Regions from separate parts of the Xenopus laevis genome. Here region 1 is linked to region 2. A link is a contact called in public Hi-C data. All regions are on one chromosome and are shown on one strand. The core of a region is the stretch at or near the end of the contact, and the rest is flanking DNA. Distances in the headings are between cores, read along the strand shown.

Region 1 (7,149 bases), core at 3,169-5,668, 58 kb before region 2:
CTGTTGATGTTTCCCATGACAAACCCTCTCTGGAGCTGCTGATATACAAGACATACTGTTTGAATACTGGAGGGCCCCAAGTATTGCTGCAACTAAAGGGATGTCTTATTATAGGAATGATGAGTATGCTATAGCTAGAATATTCATGATGAAGAAGTCTAGAACAAAATCAAGATCCATGGGCTGAGTTATTCCCAGTGCAGCCAGTGCAATAACTCTGGGGTCCAGAAGAGTTTCCTCTGACTGGTAATCTGATGCCTGATTTCAATTGTTATTTATAGGGCCGGAAAGATCAAAATATAGGAAGGCTGATATTCTTTTCCAGAAAAGGTTGTAACCGCAGAGCCCAGAAGCTTTCGGTTGTCTGAGGAAGGGGCAATTCTTGATGGACTAGTAGGCAGGACACGTTCTGTAGCAAAGACGGGGTGAGACAATTTTCAGGCCATTTGACCAATTTACACCAATTTAATTATAGTGATTATAGCAGCTCCTTTAAACCACCCATTCTGAGCACCCACAGAGGTTAGACTATATGCTGTGGAAAGTGAAGAAACCACACTGAGCCTTACAGTAAAGAGATATGATGTTAATAACACTACGCAAGAGTCACGAATAGCCTGCAAAATACATCCTTATATACAGTGATGTTGTTAGTTATAAACTGTAACATAAGTCCTACAGTACCAGTATTATGACTTACAGCACGCACTGCTCAAAGAGGCCCCCCAGGGTGTTTCTGCCACTGGTTGCTATTGGTGCTTAGTGATGCCAGTTGTGTCACATGACATCCTTAACACATGTTTATTATAAAATAAAAAAAACATCTTTGTAAATAATGAGGTCCTTAAAAGTCACCTTGGAGTTCCATGAGCGGTATAACAGCTCTCAGCCTGGGGTCTTCATGCAACTCTGATTTCCAGTGCCAGGGCATATTCTACATAAATGAGCACAAATTTATTGCCAGATCCAACAGAAAAATAAAGCCGGACCAAATGTTGAATGAAACCAGCGCAAAACAACAGCCGCATTATATATACCAGTAACTGCAATTTCCTGGAAGTTTGGGAACACAGTGCGGCTGCTGCTTCTGCTTTAATCTCTCCCCGTAATTTCCTGGTTTTGTATTACAGTCAGACTTACAGTAAAACAATAAAAGGCTGGGGGAAGCTTCCTCTTTAGCACACTCAGCAGCATCACTATTTGCATATCTGTATGTGTTCAGCTAATAAAATGAAAGAATATAGCATTACATTCACACCTATTTAGTAACTAGTAATATGCTATGCTTTTAAGTTTTATAAATATTACATTGAAAAAAATGATTTAATCAAATTTTATGTATATACAGGTAATGATATCCAGTATTTTAGGTTTTTGGTGTATCCGGTCCAGTATTATCAAGCCATTCAGATTCTTTCATCAATTATATATGAAATATTCTGCAGGAGATAATTTGAAGATGTGTTTATCCTTCACGTGTATGCATGTAGGCATGAATATGGCCAGGCACACTTTCAGTCAGGTTACATGCAGTGCTTGAGGTCTCATTACACACCAACAGTTGCATGGGGGTTTAGACTACATTCCTAACACATTCCTAATTGGGGGAACACATAGAGCATACTATGCTTCTGAATGGTAGGCTTGTTGCCTGGTTTAGAAACCTAAAGCATGGGTCCCAGATCTTTTGCATGGCCCCACAGGTCTCGGCCAAAATTAAAAGACTCTTTTCTGGAAGAGCGGTGCTTTTGCCAAGCAAGCTGACCTTATCTGTATTGCTCCAGTTTCCCTGGTCCAAGTACTTGGGGTTTGATCACTTGTTCCTTCACCAGAGGATTCAATAGGGTTGCCATCCCCTTGTCCTCTTTGCTCGCAAGTGGCAGTCCTTTACAGCTGCTCAGGGGGAAAAGTTTAATTAGCGTTCTTCTATAATCTCCATGGTTTACACTTTCCATGAATAGAGCACTTGCACATTATCTGAGATAGCCTAACCTAATGGGTGCAAGCGAGAGGCAGGCATATATTTACATCCACCTGTCACTTTCCCAGAAATAGAAGATGTATCTCTGTGAGCTGCAGAACTAGACATCTAATCTTTAGTCTTAAGGGCCCACACAGTAGCTTTTTTGTTTTGGAAGATGTTCTAGTGTTTCTTATGCAAAAATAGGAATTTTGTTTTTTTAGTATATATATCTGTAGTGCCATAAGGTGAGAACCTTACCCCAGGCACCATTTTTCACCCCTGGTAACTTTAACAGTTGAATTTCCTGACATTTAACTGGAAATTCTGCTTTATTCTAATGCTGAGGGAACTACTGAGCTCTTTACACAAGCCTTATGGGCCCACATTGAGTCTTCTGCCTCACGTAGCCCTACACTTTGAATTCATGATTGGTGGGCTGGGGGAGGAATGTAGGCTTGCCCCATCATGCCACCTAAATTTTGCATCATTCAGACACAGAAGTTAGGGAGCCCAAGTGGGGGCAGGGTGAAGGAACCTTGTGCCCCATGGTAGACAGTAATGACAGGCTAGCTTCATTAAGCTATTGTCAACCAGCCCAACAAATTCCCTACTGTCCCTCTTAATTACTGGGCCCCCATGAGCTGCTGAACCCGCTCACTTTAATGGCCCAATCCTGAATATTAAGTATCATGGCATTAAAAATTATATTTATAATAGTCCTTATTTAAATTTCTAGTTAGTATGGCAGTATACTAGTTGACATCAAGCTTAAATCTGCATTTTCTCTGTAACCAGGATGCGCCCAACAGAAAATCTGACCCCATGTTTGCCTTGTCAGCAAATGGAAATTAGAGACTCACGCCACTGACAGATATGAATGTTATTTTTTTTACTTTATTTTTGCAGCACCCCATTAGCTGAGAGAAATTATCATTATAAAAGATATTTTTTGGGGGGGTTGTACACATTTCTCTGCTAAACTGGCTCATGGAGCAAGTTGTGTGTAAAAATGGACATGTTCTGATTTTTGAGCTACTATAAAGTAGGGATTATAGGATAAGAATAGTAAACAGAGCCGGGGGTACATAAAGAAGTCAAACTCAGTTACTGTGGCAAAGTGAAGAACCCAAGTTGTTGGTCTGTAATGCCAAAGATTAGCCTGAGAAAACAATCAGCCTAACGTGGAATAAAGGCATTTATAGGGGTAGTAACAGGTGGGAGACCAGTAGCTCAGAAGCTAAGATGGTGCAAGGACAAAATATAATCTGTTTTTAATTCAAAAGCTCAACAATAATTAGGATTGAAAATCTTATATTTCAGCTACTGTGCCAGCCCAAGGCAACCACACCCCTGTGACTGGAAAGATCCAATGCTCCCAGTATCTCCCCATCTTTTTCTGCTATGTTACAGGGGTAAATTCATTAAGATTTACATTTCTTAGAAAAAGTGCATTTTGCACCATAATTAATTGTGTATTGTCACTTAGAGTACACTGAGCATGTGCAGTGCCACTGGCACCCATTATCAATATATTAAGGACATTGAGGCTACTATAAAATGCCCCCTTCATTTAAACAAAACAGGGATTGTTTGCCCATATTCAAGCTGGCCAACTCAATTTTATCAGTGGTCTGGCCAGTCCTACACCGACACATTTGTGTACCAGAGGATAATACACATTTACAACTGTGTGTACAGTGGTTGTTAGGCTGTATTTTATCCATCTCATTCAAAATTAAAATGTGTATGCTTAAAAATGTAGGCCAGCCAACTGGGATGATCTTAATACTTTCATAACCACCACCTGTTGAAAGCAAGATCAAGTTTCCCAATACACAATTACACAGTCTTCCTTCATAATAATCCCATTTACTTGGTGTTTGCTTTGTCCTAACATGCCAGAAAGGGAGCACGCCTTGGGTGTAACCTTACATGAATACCCCACCCACAGGATATGTGCCTCTTCTTATAATTACCTTTATAGCTTGAACACTCGTAATATTGTCTTCATGGATTTGCCAATGATGGAAATAAAAAAAGACCAATTAAATTTGCATTAGGCTGGAACCCAATGAGAGATCCTATTGTACTCTTGCAGGCCAGTCTAACCTTAACCACGTAGTATGAATTTTCACCTGTACTACCTTATTGTAGTGCCAGCAGTGGCAGAAGATGGAATGGTGCCAAAGTATCACCATTTAAAAGTACAGTAGCCACCAATTGACAGAGGCATACGTTAGCATACCCCATATTCTTATCCAGTCTGATTATGGCATGTTACGCCAGACATACTCTAATCTACCTGACATCAATCACACCTACTGTCCAGTTAATTTGGGACTGACGCATGTGTTAATATCTCTTTAAAGCACCTTAGTGAGAAAGAATGAGTCACGCAGCAGGTAAGTTTGCTTTACTGAAACTTACATTTCCCTGAATCTCAAAGAAGTTCCTGTCCCCCTGCTTGCTATAAAGCAGCCTGTGTATGAGACAATTTCAGATGGACTAGCTATGTTTTCTGCATTTGTTACTATACTGTACCTATAAGTTTTTTTAAAAAAGTGTTAAATCCATAAATGGGACAAAGGTAAGTTTTCAGTTGGAAAAGAAAAGGAGATTCGCTTGAAAAGCAACAAGTAGGTGAGGCTTCTAGAGGTAGACAAATTCCATCTACAAAATGCCTGAAGCATAAAACTGCCGTGGAAGCTAAAACTACTAATTGTTTAGTCGAGGGCATGGGCGCAGTTGGAGAGGAGATGAAACGTAGAAAAGCCTGTGATGAGTATTGAGCCTTGAAGGAGAATATCTGAGTTGTGACATGCTTCATTGTCATACAGTTGATCCAGATTCATAGGCTGAAAGGGAGCTATGCGTTCAAAAAGAGCATTATTTTCTCTGTAATGTACAGTAGTAGGTAAGCAAGTAATGGAGACAAAGGGATTAAAAAAAGGAGTGGCTCAGTGTGACGACAATGAAGGACTAAAACATAACAAAACTTAGAATGTTCTGAAATGGAACAGGCCATTAAATCATCAGACCTATTGATATATTTTCCTCAATGACAAAGCCATGGAGTCCACTTTGTAGCTTTTTTATGGTTCAATGTACTATGGACCTGCTTATTTTGCTTTATTCTGCTTTCTAATCATCTTATCTTGACCTATATCTGTCTGGGAAGGTTGTGCCATAAAAGAATATAAATGAACCCATGGTGACAAGTGCATGATTATTCTGGCCTTCAGGTGGCCATAGATGCAAAGATCCGCTCGTTTGGCCACATCGCCAAATGAGCGGATTTTTCCCTGATATGCCATTAAAAAACATGGCTATATCGGGGGTAATCTGATTGTTCGGCTGTATGGCCGAACGATCCGATTACGATGTGCCGTGGGCTCCGGCGGGATCAGTCGGGTCAAAATCAAACCTGACCGATCGACCAAACGACGATCTCCGCCGGACGAAAGATGTCGGCACACGCCACACACGATCCGAAAATCGTACGAATCCTCGTTTCGTACGATAGGATCCGTGTGTCTATGGCAACCTTTAGGCTGCAAATTTATAATAAGCCTCTTCTGCAGTATATACCACCTGTGTAACATAGCTGTAACATGTGGTGCTTCTGTTTGGTAATGCAAACTTTAAAGAGTATCAAGACGCCAGGAATTTAGTTTAATTAAATGGATTACATAGCAGTCCATTTGTTGTGGGGCGTGTGGGAAGTGCATACCTCTAGTGTGCATTTTTAGAGGGTTTTGGAAAGGTCACACACTCAATGGATACATAAGAATTTTTACTATGTTGTTCTAAGCCACTAACCACAGCAAGGACACACAACGTTTGATAAAGTAGGCTATGTATTGATGTGGTTGTCCAATTCTGTATATTGGAAGTCAACTTGCTTAAAGGCTTCACATAAAAAAGTGAAAATCCAGTCTGCCATTGACTCCAGTGTATATGAATGTACTTTTATTGTTTCAGACTGAAAGGAAATGAGTCCTCATGTGAGATTGTGGACTTGTATGCCACATACCACCTCATTAGATCTTTTAAGGTTTCTGTCCAAGGTAATCATAACGGAAGGTAACACCTGACTAACCAGATACTACTGTTTGTACCAGAAAACATCACACAGGGAAATTATTTACTGCTACTTGTAGCTTGTTTAATACTATGTCCCATTGGTTTCCGTGGAGCACCTTATTAGCTCCTGGAGTAATTGCAGCAATAAATCATTTATCTGTGACATAGAGCTTAGGGCCCAAAAATACTGCTATCTCCTCGGTCACCTGGTCAAACAAACAGGAGTTCCGTTCATCCATGTAAAAAATCTGATCTGCATTTTCAGCCCGTGTGCCAGCTATCTGAGGGCATGGGGGTTTATACTAACCTGCACACAGAGAGCTTAGGTCAACAGGGTTTTTCACACAATCCAACTGATTATGAATATACTCTGTGGGAAAGGTGATTGTTTTGGTACATGGAAATAAGAGCCTCCATATGAAGCTGTTATCAGAAGAAGATACCAAACACCATTGTTTCTATGCTGCAGTCTCCTTGCGTGATACGTCAGATAATCAGAATTGCTGACAGTGAACTAGTCTATGCAGTTCTCCAATAAACCTGTGGCTGAGTCACCTTCGGCCTATACATTTTAGATTCCCAATGGAAAGAGCGAATGTTATCTAACAAGGGCTCTTCTGCGTCTGCTTCATCCAGACATATTCCATTTCATGTATTAATGTTTTTTCTTCAGTACTGAACAGAAACTGAAGCACAGTTATATTGCTCCCCATACAAAAATGATTGCATGTGGCAGAACACAATGAATATAAACTTTTATGATTTTCAGGCTACCCCCTAGGGGGGACAGTATCCCATAAAAAGCATGTCAGGTTACTACATGTTAATGGTGGCTTCTGCAGCTGTAGGTATAATTAGTGACATACTATCCCTATGGTTCATTCTTTTCAATTTGCATTATTTATAAATGCAATATCAGACAATGAATATATACAGTAGTTATATTCCTGGGGTATTTGTCACATTTTTCCTTGGCCCTAAATTCCATTGTTTTCTCTCTTACAAAGCTCTTTGAAATATGACTTATACAAATGTGGATGTGCTGGTCTGACAGGAACAGAAGAAACAAGAAACAACAGAAAACAGGTCTAGGAAAGGTCCCA
Region 2 (7,373 bases), core at 296-2,795:
TATAATACACAAAAGCCATGAATATTTTGTAAATTATATCCTTATAAAAAACCAAGGCACAATTGTTCCTTAGTTGCTGTAGTGCTGACAGTGTCATACCCTGTGTTTGTATGCGGTATCATGATATAATACACAAAAGCTGTGAATATCTTGTAAATGATATCCTTATAAACGGTGAGTTCTGATGTCATCAGTTATAAACCGAGTTCTGATCTCATTTCTGTCACATGCCTCACTTGAATTTGTGTATTATAATAAATAAAGTACCCCCAGTTGCAAAATATGAGGATATTAGCCGTTACCTCGGAGTTCCTTCGGCCTCGTGTTTTTATATGGTCATGAAACTCCTTGTGACTTATAATATCCTTATATTTTACAAGAGGGGGTACTTTATTCACTATATTATTCATATCTTAATATAAAGGGAATGACCTATGCCCTTGGCCATGACAGACGCCAATTTAAATACCACCTACATAGAAAGAGAAAAAAAAGGTGTCTTCTTGCCCTTTAAAGGATCTTATTAAAGAAACACCGCTATTCTTGCAAATTAAAAAGGGTTCATGCTGACAGGCAACTGTGCTGCTGGTAGGGGGACTCTAGCTACCAAAATGGCCCCCACATTACATATTAGGAGGGGGGAACAAGCCTGACACCAACCAATAAGATTAAGTGACCAGCCACAGTGTTGCTTGACAGAGGGGGGGGGGTCTAAAAATATCGACACATCAACCAGTTTCTACGACACACCACCAATGACGTAGGACCTATGACGCCACTACAGTTTTACTGAAACTTTAATAGAGGTGCATTTAAGTGAATGCCCAAGTAAAAACGGAAGCCCCGATAGACAATTATTGCTCATGTGTTTTCAGCAGAACGCTAGGTTCCTCGCCTCAAACTCCCAGAAGCCCCCGCGCCGCCATCCAGGAACTGTGCGTATATGTTGCACATAAAGCCCTCCGGGTTCGCCCCACCCCGGTGCAGCGCTAGAAGCCGCGTACTAACACGAAACAAGGGGATTTTTTTGTTTTTTTTTTACCTCGCCATTGGTGATATTGATCGCCAGGTAAATGTCTCCAAAAGAGCCAGATCCGATCTTCCGCACCAGCTTGTATTTCCCACCGACAATAAACTCGGCTTTGGAGCCGCTGCTACTCGCCATGATTCCGGGGTGGTAATGAGGAGGGGAGAGATCCCCGGAGATAAAAGCAGAACAGATGAACAAATAGGAGTTGGGAGACTGGAAAGGGGGGGAAAAAGCAGATCTTTCGGCTCAGGAACAATAATATCCGCGTTACTTTGGGTTCTTTGTTCGGTGTAGGGGGGGTGCACCCGTTTCAGTTCTCTCTCAACAACCCCCCGCTCTTTAGCCGAGCCGAATTCCCTTTCTCGGAGCGATGTGTAGCCCAGATGGCTTTCCGACCCTCACACACTCGTCTATCGACTTCCCACCCTCTAATACAACCGCAACCCCTCTCCTGCTCCTCCTCAAGCCGCCATCTTGTGCTCTCTTCTTCCTGCTCCCCCCTCTAGCAGTGTCTCCTGCCACAAAATGCCCTCCTCCGCCCGCGCACTGAACTCTGGGTTCTGGGCTAGGGTTGACGCATCCTGCGGGGCGGAGCAATTATTACGTCTCGAGGACGTAGCGTCCCAGTCCCACCCACAAGCCTTTCGGCAATTTGTAATTAGGATCTTGCTATGTAGATGTTATGGACGCAGTTTATTTGCAGCTGCATTTCAGTGTCTATCGACCTTACAAAAACCACTTTAGAATATAGACAACTGTTTCCATTCATTTTAAAGGGCACTGAGTTATAACAAGCACCTTAAGAGTTAATGACCTTGCGGGTACCATCTCAGTCCCCACCAAAACCAGGGCCCTACAGTGATTAAATGGCAGCATAAAGCGCACAGCGTGTCACTTCACGTTACTATATTGGGAGGCATAGAATCAAAATGGCGGCTGTTTTCCCGGGTACAATATGGCCACCCGGATAAGGAAGGAGTGGCTGTTTATTTGCTCCCGGGCACGTAGTGTTAGGACTATGGAAGTTTCGCTACCACTCCCCGTTGCCTTGGTAACGGGGCGGGCCCACACGCAAGCCCCGGGCACATATGTTTCCTAGGAATACAGAGTAGAGTGCCGACACTGTTACTGTCACTACAGTTCTGCTCTTCAAGTCCCTGCAGTTGTCTTTAAGCCAGGGAATAAAACTGGCGACTCTTGGCCGCAGGAACCTATTATTAATTAGGCCTTAATAAAGATTAACAATACCAATACATAAATGAGAAAGAGATACCTAAAAAACTATGGGTTTTTTTTTTCCAAAAAAAGTTATAAAATGGAAACCCGGAAATAGCAAATGAGCCAGCAGTAAGCTGGTCCTCAGAGAAAAAGAAAGATTTGGTATTTTCTGGTTTCCATTTTTCAAAAGAGCAAACAGATTTTGTCATATTCAATTTCGAAATCTGACATGGGGCTAGACATATTGTCAATTTCCCAGCTGCCTCCAGTCATGTGACTTTTTTGCTCTGATAAACTTCAATCACTCTTTACTGCTGTACTGCAAGTTGGAGTGATATCACCCCTTCCCCCCCCCCCCCCAGCAGCCTAACAACAGAACAATGGGAAGGTAACGAGATAGCAGCTCCCTAAAGCTGGCCATAGATGCAAAGATCCGATCGTACGACGAATCATCGTACGATCGGACTTTCCCATCTCCCGACCCGCCACTAACCATTCAGATCAAAGTCTTACCAGTCAGATTAGTAAAAGAACAGATCAGCAATGTTCTGCCCCTGACAGCAATCGTACGATATCTATGTCCAACCAAAGCTGGTGACAGTCTCCCACTGAAAATCGTACGATCGGCAATACACGCAGAGATATTATCGGCAGCCGACAGAAATTTTCTAACCTAACCTGTCCGATCGACCAAACGACCGATCTCCCCCGGACGAAAAATGTCGGGACTCTCCACACACATTCCGAAAATTGTACGAATCCTCGATTCGTACGATCAGATCTTTGCGTCTATGTCCAGCTTAAGACAAGATAACAGCTCCCTCGAAGATCTAACAGCACTTAATAGTAAAAGCCAAGTCCCACTGAGACTGATTCAGTTACATTAAGTAGGAGAAATAACAGCCTGCCAGAAAGTAATTCCATCCTAAAGTGCAGGCACATGTCACATGACTGGGGCAGCTGGGAAACGGACAAAATGTCTAGCCCCATGTTAGATTTCAAAATTGAATATAAAAAAATCGGTTTGCTCTTTTGAGAAATGGATTTCAGCGCAGAATTCTACTGGATGTGTTTTGGAGAAAAACATGTATTTCCATGACAGTATCCCTTTAACAGTTGCACCTGCTGCTTGCCTGGTAGGCTGGAAAAATCACAGAAAAATACGAGAGTGCCTTATCATGAACACTTCTCTATACAGATATTTTAGGTGCATCTGATTTTAAAGTTAAGAGAATCCTGTGCTATGTTTTTTTAGTTAAACTCATGGGGCTTGTCATAATGCTGGAAACAGATAGTTTGAAAATCCGTTGGAGCTATTGGCTAGAGATAGGCTTGCCACCTGGCGGTATTTTGCTGGCCTGGCCATTAAAATGATACTTGATGCCAATGTTATTAACAGTAAAAATGGCAAGGATATAGGAAGGCCGGTATTTGTTTTCCAGAAAAGTTGGCAACCCTAGCTAGAGAAAAGGTCAAGAGTTATATTCCAAATTTAGGCCTGAGGTCGCCAAACCTCCAAATGGCTGCAGCAACCTGTGGGTTTTATTGTTTTTGTTTCAACATCTACATGACAGCTCAGGCAGAGTCTTCACAAATGTCTGTAGCTCAGTACCACTCTGTACAATTAGCAGGGCAGCACCTGCTTTAGCTATATCCTCCTTCACTTTTTGTCTCTGAGTCTTAGCTCATGAGTCAGTGACCAGCCTGGTACTTTCTGACAGCTGAGCTTTTGGTCCTGCCCTCCCTGTTCCATGGTGGGTTTTTTTTTAGCATCTCAGCTAAGGATGATTACTAAGTGACCAGCCTGGTACTTTGAGAGAGCTTTACTTCCAATCCCACCACCCTCCCCACTAAACACTGGCTTTCTTGTCTTGCAAGTGTCGTGCTATATATATTTTATCGGTATAAACCGAAACCTCAAAACCCAAGTTGACATGCCTGATATCTTTTGCAGGGCAAGCATGACTTCCCCATAGGGTTGCCACCTGTCATGTCAAACCTATGAGCAGAATGAGAAAATGTGCAGTAACATCAGCCTAAAAACACAGGTTTATCAGTTTGTCTTTAAAAACATGGGATAAGCTTTTGCAGTGTTAGCATGCTACTTTCCCCAAGCTACAGGCCATAGTATCAGCTTGTGTTTCCGTAAACTCCAACTGACCATCTGTTATTGACCCCTGTTCAGGGCATCTTACCCTGCCTGGCCAGTTTTCCTTTGTGTTATCTTTTCATCTTATTTTGTAATAGAGTTGCTTATTCAGCAAAAACGTTTACTTCACGAATAGTCTGAAAGAGTAGTTGTTAGGAGACTGAAGCACAAGCTCTTCAAGATGTGGACGAATTTACAAACTAGCCCTGAAAAGCATTGTTCTGATTAAATCATGTCCAACACTGCCATCTAGTGTTACTTACTGATCTCACAGTTTAAAAGTAACATTCTTGACTGTTCTTTGCTTGTAACAAAGACTTGAATATTTTTGGGTTCTTTTTAGTGCCTACCTGAGCCAGCTTCAGCCGCAATGTTAAAGGGGTGGTTCACCTTCAAGTTAATATTTAGTACATTATAGAATGACTAATTCTAAGCAACTTTTCAATGGGTCTTCATTCTTTATAGTTTTTGAAAGAATTGCCTTCTTCTTCTGGTTTCAAATCGGGGGTCACTGACCCCATTTAAACAACAAATGTTCTGAAAGGCTGCAAATATATTGTTACTCATCTTTCTATTCAGACACCCTCCTATTCATATTCCAGTCTCTCATTTAAATCAATTCATGGTTGCTAGGGTGATTTGGATCCTAGCAACCAAAGAGCTGACATTGGAAACTGGAGAGTGGCTGAATAAAAAGCTAAATTTAAAAATCACAAATAATATAAAATGAAAACCAATTGCAAATTGTCTCACAATATGCCTCTACATCATACTAAAAGTTCATGTAAGGTGAACAACTCCTTTAAATGCTTTGAAAATCAGCAAACATAAAACAGGAAATGCTAGTGTAATATGTGAATAAAAAGGCCACTTTAAAGCTACTTACATAAATATATACACTGCAATCCTTTGTTTCCCATGAGCCACTCATCATTTTTTATAGTTTTTGATTGAATTACCTTCTTTTTTACTCTCCAGCTTTCAACTGGTTGTCAGTGACCCCATTTAAACCAATTACAAATTGTCTCAGAATATGCCTCTCTACATCATACTAAAAGTTAATTTAAAGGTAATCAACCCCTTTAAATGCTTTGAATATCAGCAAACATGTAAAACAGGAGATGCTAGTGTAACATTTGAATAAAAAGGCTACTTACATAAATATATACACTGCAATACTTTGTTTACCAATGATCTACACTCAGATGTAGCAGAGGAGCAACACAAGTATGCAAAAAGTCCCAAGGCATGCCAAATAAGTGCTGTGAATGACCATTTGGTAGCCATGTGTGGACTAGCAGCACATAAGATGCTCTGTTTGGAATTACACAATGTTTTTATGCACCCAAAACTTGCCTCCACGCTGGAAATTCAAACATAAGTACCTGCTTTGAGGCCACCAAGGGCAACATTGAAGGGGTTGGATGCTCACAAGGCAAGCCATTAGTTGGGGATCACTGCTTTAGTAGAACCAAGGCTAGAGGCTGGAATACCAATAGACCTTTGCACTGAGGTTCACAAATGGTGGGGCTTACATTCTGTAGTCCCAGCCTGCAGCCACTCCGTTTTTTGTGTCTTTTCAAGGGGCACAGGCCTTATTTTATTAGTTGTGTGGCAGTAATTAGTTTTTTTTCTTCTATAACAATTGGAAGGATGGAGCTTAAGCCATTCTCCCTGCTCTCACCATAAGTGCCAAGTCAGGGAAGGTTAAGTGCCAACAGACTGACCTTCACTCCAGCTTATGAGACCATCTAGGCATGACTGGGAGAGAACACACAGCAAAACTGGTCTCTTGCCAGCAACCCAGAGTGCCCTGCTTCCTGCTCCATACACTCTTCCGGACTGGCAAGAGAAGGCTTTATCACTGCTAGACCAGGCACAAACTTTATCCACCCTTTCTTCCCCCCATGAGTTTTCTGTACAAAGAAATGGGAGCCAGCTTGGTCCATCTTGCATTTCTTTAGTGATCTATAGGGCATCCCACAAAGGACCAGCTGAATTACAATAATGGATAATTTCTGTAAACTACTGTGGCAATTTGTCAGTGCTACCTAAATACCAGGGAGGGGAACAGGACAAGTGTACAGAGGAGACAAGCCAGGCCTAGGATGCAGCCACACTTCATCTGCCCCATTGTAGGGCTTCTGGACACTAGTCACAGTACATTTGCCGAGCTTGTACCAGACCTTTGCTAGAAAATATTTTAAAGCTCCCAAAAAGTGGGAAAGTGTACTCAATCCCAACGCAAGAAGCTTTAAACAGGCTAGTAAATGCGGCGGACCCCCTCAAACTCCAAAAGCTGCTTTCAGAACTTTTCACAAATTAAAGTCTTCCTGGCATAACAAAACCTACTTTAAAAATTTTTGGTGTTCCTGTTCCTTTAAAGCAGGGATCCCCAACCTTTTGAACCCGTGAGCAACATTCAGAAGTAAGGAGTTGGGGAGCAACACTAGCATGAAGAATGTTCTTGGGGTGCCAAATAAGTGCTGGGATTGGCTATTTGGTAGCCTCTATGTGGATTGTAAACCTACATTGAGACTGTTTGGCAGTACACCTGTTTTTTATGCAACCAACTTGCCTCCAAGCCTGGAATTCAAAAATCAGCACCTGCTTTGAGGACACTAAGAGCAACAGCCAAGGGGTTGGAGAGCAACATGTTGCTCACGAGCTACTGGTTGGGGGATCACTGCTTTAAAGGGATCCTTTGTGTGCTGATGGTAAGCTTTGAGAAGCCGAGAGAAAGACTGAATTCTGTGTCAAACTGCTTCAGTCACTGGGACTTCAGTGAAGACTGCCTTGTGACAGTGTGACTTGTTTTTCTATTCCTTGAAAATTCACAATTTTAGACTGATTCACCCGTTTTCTACTTTAGCATGGAACTGTATTTTGCTGTGAAAAATAAGCCACAGGCAGGAGCCTGATACATTGTTGCTAACCTGAGCCGCCTGTCTCATCTGTGGATTAGTGTTCTGACCC

What was found. Hi-C and Micro-C count contacts between places; a contact is called where the count stands out from the background.
Region 1: a contact with region 2 is called in a Hi-C map of the XL177 cell line, with 4 times the contacts expected there. The contact joins the enhancer-like site here to the promoter of csnk1a1.L in region 2. A contact is called at or near these places in 3 of 4 Hi-C or Micro-C datasets (the XL177 cell line, the XTC cell line and animal cap).

What each region holds. Positions count from the first base shown.
Region 1 is chr3L:47,963,285-47,970,433 of Xenopus_laevis_v10.1, reverse strand. No RefSeq gene overlaps it. Among protein-coding and RNA genes, the nearest start is that of csnk1a1.L, 58 kb to the right of the region's middle. Within about 2 kb of position 4,418, at least 1 of the 7 cell types and tissues checked has an H3K27ac peak or open chromatin away from gene starts, as enhancers often do.
Region 2 is chr3L:47,902,683-47,910,055 of Xenopus_laevis_v10.1, reverse strand. It overlaps csnk1a1.L (casein kinase 1 alpha 1 L homeolog), which reads right to left and starts at 1,545. Exons shown (of 10, transcript NM_001086464.1): 1 at 1,043-1,545. The coding sequence starts at 1,165.